2 separate regions of the Ovis canadensis genome follow, and region 2 is linked to region 1. The links are chromatin contacts, called in public Hi-C maps. All regions are on one chromosome and are shown on one strand. The core of a region is the stretch at or near the end of the contact, and the rest is flanking DNA. Distances in the headings are between cores, read along the strand shown.

What was found. A called contact is a pair of places that touch in the nucleus more often than the background predicts.
Region 2: a contact with region 1 is called in a Hi-C map of fibroblasts, with 1.7 times the contacts expected there. The contact joins the promoter of EPB41L2 here to the enhancer-like site in region 1. A contact is called at or near these places in 2 of 2 Hi-C or Micro-C datasets (fibroblasts and lung).

Annotation. Positions count from the first base shown.
Region 1 is chr8:67,346,894-67,349,938 of ARS-UI_OviCan_v2, forward strand. The region is part of intron 1 of EPB41L2 (erythrocyte membrane protein band 4.1 like 2); the gene reads right to left. Among named protein-coding and RNA genes, the nearest start is that of EPB41L2, 55 kb to the right of the region's middle. Within about 2 kb of position 1,653, the one cell type or tissue checked has open chromatin away from gene starts, as enhancers often do. A contact at or near this core is called in fibroblasts, where this site is marked.
Region 2 is chr8:67,402,317-67,405,286 of ARS-UI_OviCan_v2, forward strand. It overlaps EPB41L2 (erythrocyte membrane protein band 4.1 like 2), which reads right to left and starts at 1,368. Exons shown (of 18, transcript XM_069598420.1): 1 at 1,167-1,368.

The DNA of each region.
Region 1 (3,045 bases), core at 403-2,902:
TAAGGGGCCAAGGGTCTCATGCACACAACCTCATGGAAAGTTAACATTCATAAAATGTTACTGTTTTCAAGACAACAGTAAAAGAAATGCAGGCACACAACCTCATGGAAAGTTAACCTTCATAAAATGTTACTGTTTCAAGACAAGGGTAGAAGAAAGACTACCTGAGCAGTTGCCAAAGGAATTATACAGCCAAGAACTCCTAATGGGAATTCAGGAAAATAGAATTCCAGAGAAGAGGAAATTTGGCAAAGGAGATGATAATTAACAGTTTGGCAAGACCACTAAAAAGTTTGAAGAGATTTATTGGTTTTAACATGACAGAAAGAAACACTTCAAATATGCTTGTGCTAAGTGTAAAGCACACATTTTCTAACTTCACTTCTTTAAGGTTCACATCAAATAACCCTAAAATAGCAACAATCCAGCCATCTCATAATGGTTTCTAACATCTCCAAATCACTTGGGGCAAATTAATTTAACTACACAGGTGTGTGTGAGTAGTCTCAAAGTTTCAATTTTTTTTCATATTCAAAGTTAAGAGTGAGATGGATTAAATTACCTGGGGCAACAATCTCTAATTTATCCTAGAGATAATTATTCACAAATTTTTGCCAGTACATAAAGTAAAATAGGCAGAATGGGATAGTTAAAAGTATACTGGAATAGATGGAACCAGTTCTAATTCCAGTTCTGAAAGTAACGGGAATTTAGAGCAAGTCATTTAACTTCATTTTATTAAATTGCCTAATCTATTAAATATAGGGAGGATTCATTACCTCTTAAAGTACCCCATAGTTCTAAAATTCTGCATTCTAAAAAAAAAAAAACTACTTGGCATGGCAAACGTGACACAAAGTTAAATGAAAATAAACCATCAAATGATGGTCAAAACCATCGTATGAGCCCTTTCTTGTGAAATGTACATAAATATGCATTTACTGAAGTATTTATCCTATAACCTCTGAATGTATTCTAACACCACCAAATGCATTTTTTACAAAATAAAAATATGAATTATGTCTTAAAGTGGGAATGAGGATGGCTTTTACTATTTATGTTTCTCTGTATTGCAAATTTTATTCAACAAACACATAAATTTATCATTTTAAAAAAAAAATCCAATCCCTGAATCCAAGCTTGACATTTGGAATCAGAGCTCTTCAGCCTCTGTGAAATACACTGGAAATCAGAGTTCTCTTGGAAACACTCCAGGCCAATCTTGGATAAGAGGGAAGGTAGAGGGAGGAAGCCCCTCATCCTTTTTCTTTCACAGCTACTTTTCTCTTCTAGTCTGAACACCCTCCTCCGTCCCACCCCTTCCCATCAAAATCTCTTGGGAGTGATTGAACGCAAGTAACCTAAAACTGGAATTTCTGGGACTGCGTGATCTTCCAAAAGCACTTTATTTTCTTCTCTCTACCTACACACATACACACACACACCCCCAAAACTGGATTTCATACTTATTCTGCAACAAATCCTCACAGTAGTACTTAAATGTCCTTTAAGAAAAAAAGGCATGGGCAGGCTATATTGGGAAAAAAAAAAAAAAAAAAGGGATGATCTGGCACCTGCGGTGGTGATGTCATTACCAGCCATGGCTCTGAACTGTCTCTGGAATGCAGCTGTGGCTAGAATCCCTTAGGCCACCCAATGCTATTTAACATAAAAACACAGTCTTTCCTGGCACAAGAAAACCTCACAGTCACACGTGACTGTACTCTGCTTAGGAATCCTACACTCAGAACTTTACAGCTTTAAACACATTGTGTAGAGCACAGCCATCACTGGCAGGACCCTCCCTGAAGGTCAAACTTCAGCAGCTCTAAACTGTTAACTTCCAGCAGGCTTGAGAAGGACTAATTCTGCACTCCTGTCTATACGCAGTCCAGAAAGAACTGACTCATTGGAAAAGACCGTGATGCTGGGAAAGACTGAAGGCATGAGGAGAAGGGGACGACAGAGGATGAGATGGTTGGATGGCATCACCGACTCGAGGGACGTGGGTTTGAGCAAACTCCGGGAGTTGGTGATGGACAGGGAAGCCTGGTGTGCTGCCGTCCATGGGGTCGCAAACAGTCGACACGACTGAGGGACTGAACTGAACTGACTCATGACAGGCCAGATTTTGAGTCACTGCCTTGGAAACAGGAAAAAACAGACATACACCCCAACCCCAGATGAAGTGAGGACTTTGTTGGGGAAGGAGTGAGCACAGGGGGGAATGAGATAAGAATGACAAAAGCGAAGCTGCGGATGGGAGTCCATGGGGTCACAGAATCGGACATGACTTGGCAACTGAACAACAACAAACTCTAAGTAAGTAAATGTCAGCTCTTATTATTTCTTCCCCACAGAAAACAGCCACTAAAGGGAGTAGTAACTCCCCAAGCCTACTTAAGATGGTCCAATTAATCCATAAAGCTTAACTGCAAATTTTAAGGAAAACACACATAAGGAGTTCCCCTAACACACATTTGCTCCCCAGAACAATGAGTGGGGGCTGACCCTTTCTGTCACCCTTCATTCACACTAAGCCAGTCCAGTGAAGATTCCCAACTCCACTACTTCTCCAGCAGGGACCACCCCAGAGATGTGGTACCTGACCAGGGGGTTGACACGGCAACTCTTGGCAACTGGAGATGAAGAGCCACAGGAACCTGGGCCTCTACCCAAACTGCCTAACTCTCCACTCCACATGCTTTGATCCCTTTTTTAAAAGCCATGGAACTGTGGCCTGCTTGCCACCACCAACACCTGACCAACATGGCCCCATAGGAAGCGAAACGAAACTCTCCACCTCTCAAGTTCAGACTAGAAAGCTATAGAAGGTCTTACAATTTACTGTTGAGCTTTTACTCCTCAGAGCACGGGAAGAGGGACAAGGAACGTCCAGATGTGTTTGTCCATTCTTACTTACATTCCAAAGGCAGAGCCAAGATCACACAGGGATGCTAATGCTCATTTATTGTTTTTTTAAGTCAACGAGACAGTCAAAAAAGAAAGAAGCCAGAACTTCTAACTCACAATCCCCATGACTGT
Region 2 (2,970 bases), core at 118-2,617, 55 kb after region 1:
GTTCAAAAAAACTGAGGAAAGGATGTGATTCAGAAAAGAGAACCTATATTCACAGATCCTCTAGGTTCCTCCTTCCCTCTCACCCCACTAGAGCTCTTAAAAACGGCCAGCTGTGCTGTTCATGGGGAATGCAATTTAACCGTCCTAAGTCAGAAGGAAGGATCCACACAGACCTCCTCCCCAAAATAATAGACTAGGCAAGGGCTCTTCTAACCTCGCCAAAACACCCTGACCTCAAGAAAGATGAGAGATCTCAGAAATTACGACCGACGTCTTCCCGAGCTGCCCGGAGCAGGGACTCCTGCTGGGGATTTAGACTCTGATTCCAATCCTGCTCGCTGCTGGTCCTTACCCCAGCAGCGCAACTAAAAATGCTCCCAATTCTGCCGTCAAACAGAGGAGAAAAATAAGCCATCGCTGGTGAGATGACCCGGGTGCCGGGACTACAAGGATCAGAGAGCAAAACGTGCGTTTCTCTCCACTTTGGTCGGGAGGTCCGCGTCTGGAGGGACCGAGCGAGTGACGCCGCCCGAACCCAGCTACACTGAGCGCCCAGGCGCGCGGCCCGCCCCGGGACGCGTGGCGTCCTCGGCTCGCGTTTCCTCTTCCAAAACCATCCTGCTGAAGGGCAATGCTGCCGCCGCCGCGTGCCCCCGGCCCCGAAGGAGGGGGCCGCTCCGCATCGGAACAGACTCGCGCGCCGCGGCCCGCGCCCAGGATGGAGCCGGATCCCTCTTGCAGCCGCGCCGCGGGGCCCGGGACGCGTGACCCTGAGCCCACGGCACCCCCGCGGGGCAGGCGCAGTCCTCACCGTGCCCCCACCTCTCTCGGCGCCGACCAGACGCGGCCCCCGCTCTCACGAAGGGAGAAGCAGGGGGACCGCAGTGGAGCGGGGAAGCGGAGATCCGGCCTGTAGTAACAGGACCGGTCTCCGGGTCGGGAATCGGGAGGAGGGCAGACAGGGAGCCGCAGAAAACCCCAACACCGGCAGCCCTCCCCCTCCCGGTGGGACCGTCCCGCCACCGCTTCCTGCCCGGGATCAGCTTCCCAGCTGCAGCCACAGGAAAAATCCGAGCCGCCCCTGCAGATCCGCAGAGACCAGACGCTCGGCCCCGGGATTCCCCCGTCCCGGGCCAGCCATTCCGCGGCTCCGCACGCCTCCTTACCCGGACGCCGTACTCAGGAGCTCGCTAGCCGCCGGGACCAGTCCCGCTTCAGCCCCAGTCGCCGGCCCGCCGCGCCCGCCTCCTCCCTCCGCTAGGTTTCAAATTGAAATTCCCTGGCTGGGGCCGTCAGAGGACTAGCGCCCCAGCCCCGCCCCCTCGCGGCGGAAGCTCCTCCCGCATCCCCGCCGGACGCGCCCCTGGTGCGGAAACCCCCGCGGGCCACGACACGCCCCCTACGCCCAGGCCACGCCCCCGCCCCCGCTAGTCCGACCGACTCTTTCAGCGGGATTAGCGGCTCGCAGTCGCCGGGTACCCAGCGCGGAAAGGACGCGACTCGCCCTGGGAGCTACCCTAGATAATGACTGCTGATGCCTGTGTTCAAGCCGCTCTTAGCCCGTGCATCCAGATATTAAATGCCCTTTTATCAACTTCCAAAGTTATTTCTTAAAAGTGAATCCACTGACTAAACCTTGCTTGAGCACCTCTTCGGTGGCAGACCCCAAGCTAGGCCCTGGTGAAACAGAAATAAGGAAAACTAGGTTCTCCTCTGTCTAGAGTGGAAGTGCTTTCACAGAGAGGACAGTGAAAGGGAACCGTTTATTCCTCCTGTATGAGGCACAGGAGGGATTGGGGAAGCCCCCTGGAAGAGGGGCTTTTATACTGAACCCAAAGTGTGGGTAGATCTCCAGGCAGGGTCCTAGGAGCCTGGACTGCAGAGCAGACTGTGGCAGGGGAAAAAAAGCTAGAAACCCGAGGTTCAGGCCAGTTGTGGAAAGACACACAGACGATTTCTTCCGATTCTTTTGTATAATTAGATCGCTTTCTCTCAGATTCTACTCCTTTCTTCTTCTCTGAAAGTTGGCATGTCGGTCGGGCTTGTCCTGGTCATTGCCTCCAGCGTCTGCCACACATGTACCTCTTGTTCTTTGCCTCCTCCCACCTCAACTGAGATCTTTAAAGACTCCACCTCGGCCAAAGTAAAATCTTTTCTTTCCTTAACAGTCTTTTCTGAAATTACCAATGTCAAATGAAACACCAGTTACAATACCTTTCACGTGTATGATATTTTCAGTTAACAAAGCGTATTAACATTTTATCTTTTGATCCTCACAGGAATTTTATGAAAAAGGCAGGGCAAGTGTTATCTTCATTACATCAAAGAAAATAAGAGTCAGGAAGATAAGTTACTTGCTAAGATCCTGCCAATGAATAATAAAAATAATAAAATCTAACATTTATTGCATACTTTGTGTGCCAGGGATTGTTCTCTGTCCCACACATGAGTTAACTTACTTAATGCCCTCTATGCTAAGTACTCAAGTAAAACTTAATAGGGTATGTTAACTACCACAGAGAGGAAGTCTGACTAGAAAGCAGTTCTGGTAAAGAAGACCAGGAAATATTATGAGACAATACTATTATAAACTTTCAGGCAGATTTACAATGAAATGAGGACTTGAAACTACACAGGTCTTGAAACTATGCAGACCTTGAAACTAACTTCACATGTGTTGTTTTATTCTTTTAAAGAATCTCTAAAATTATATAAGATTTAGGACCCATGGAACCTTAATCTACCTGTGATGAAACCCTTTTAAAATGTTAATGCAATATAATAAATTAAATGTAGGCATAATTTATAAAACATAATGTCCTTAATAGAGGAAATTAAGTTCCCTGCTATATCATCTGTTGAAGTCTGCAAATCACTTCTGTATACCACTTTTTAAAAAAATTATTTTATTTGTTTATTTTTGGCTATTCTGGGCCTTTGTTGCTGCACCGGTTTTTCTGTAGTTGCAGT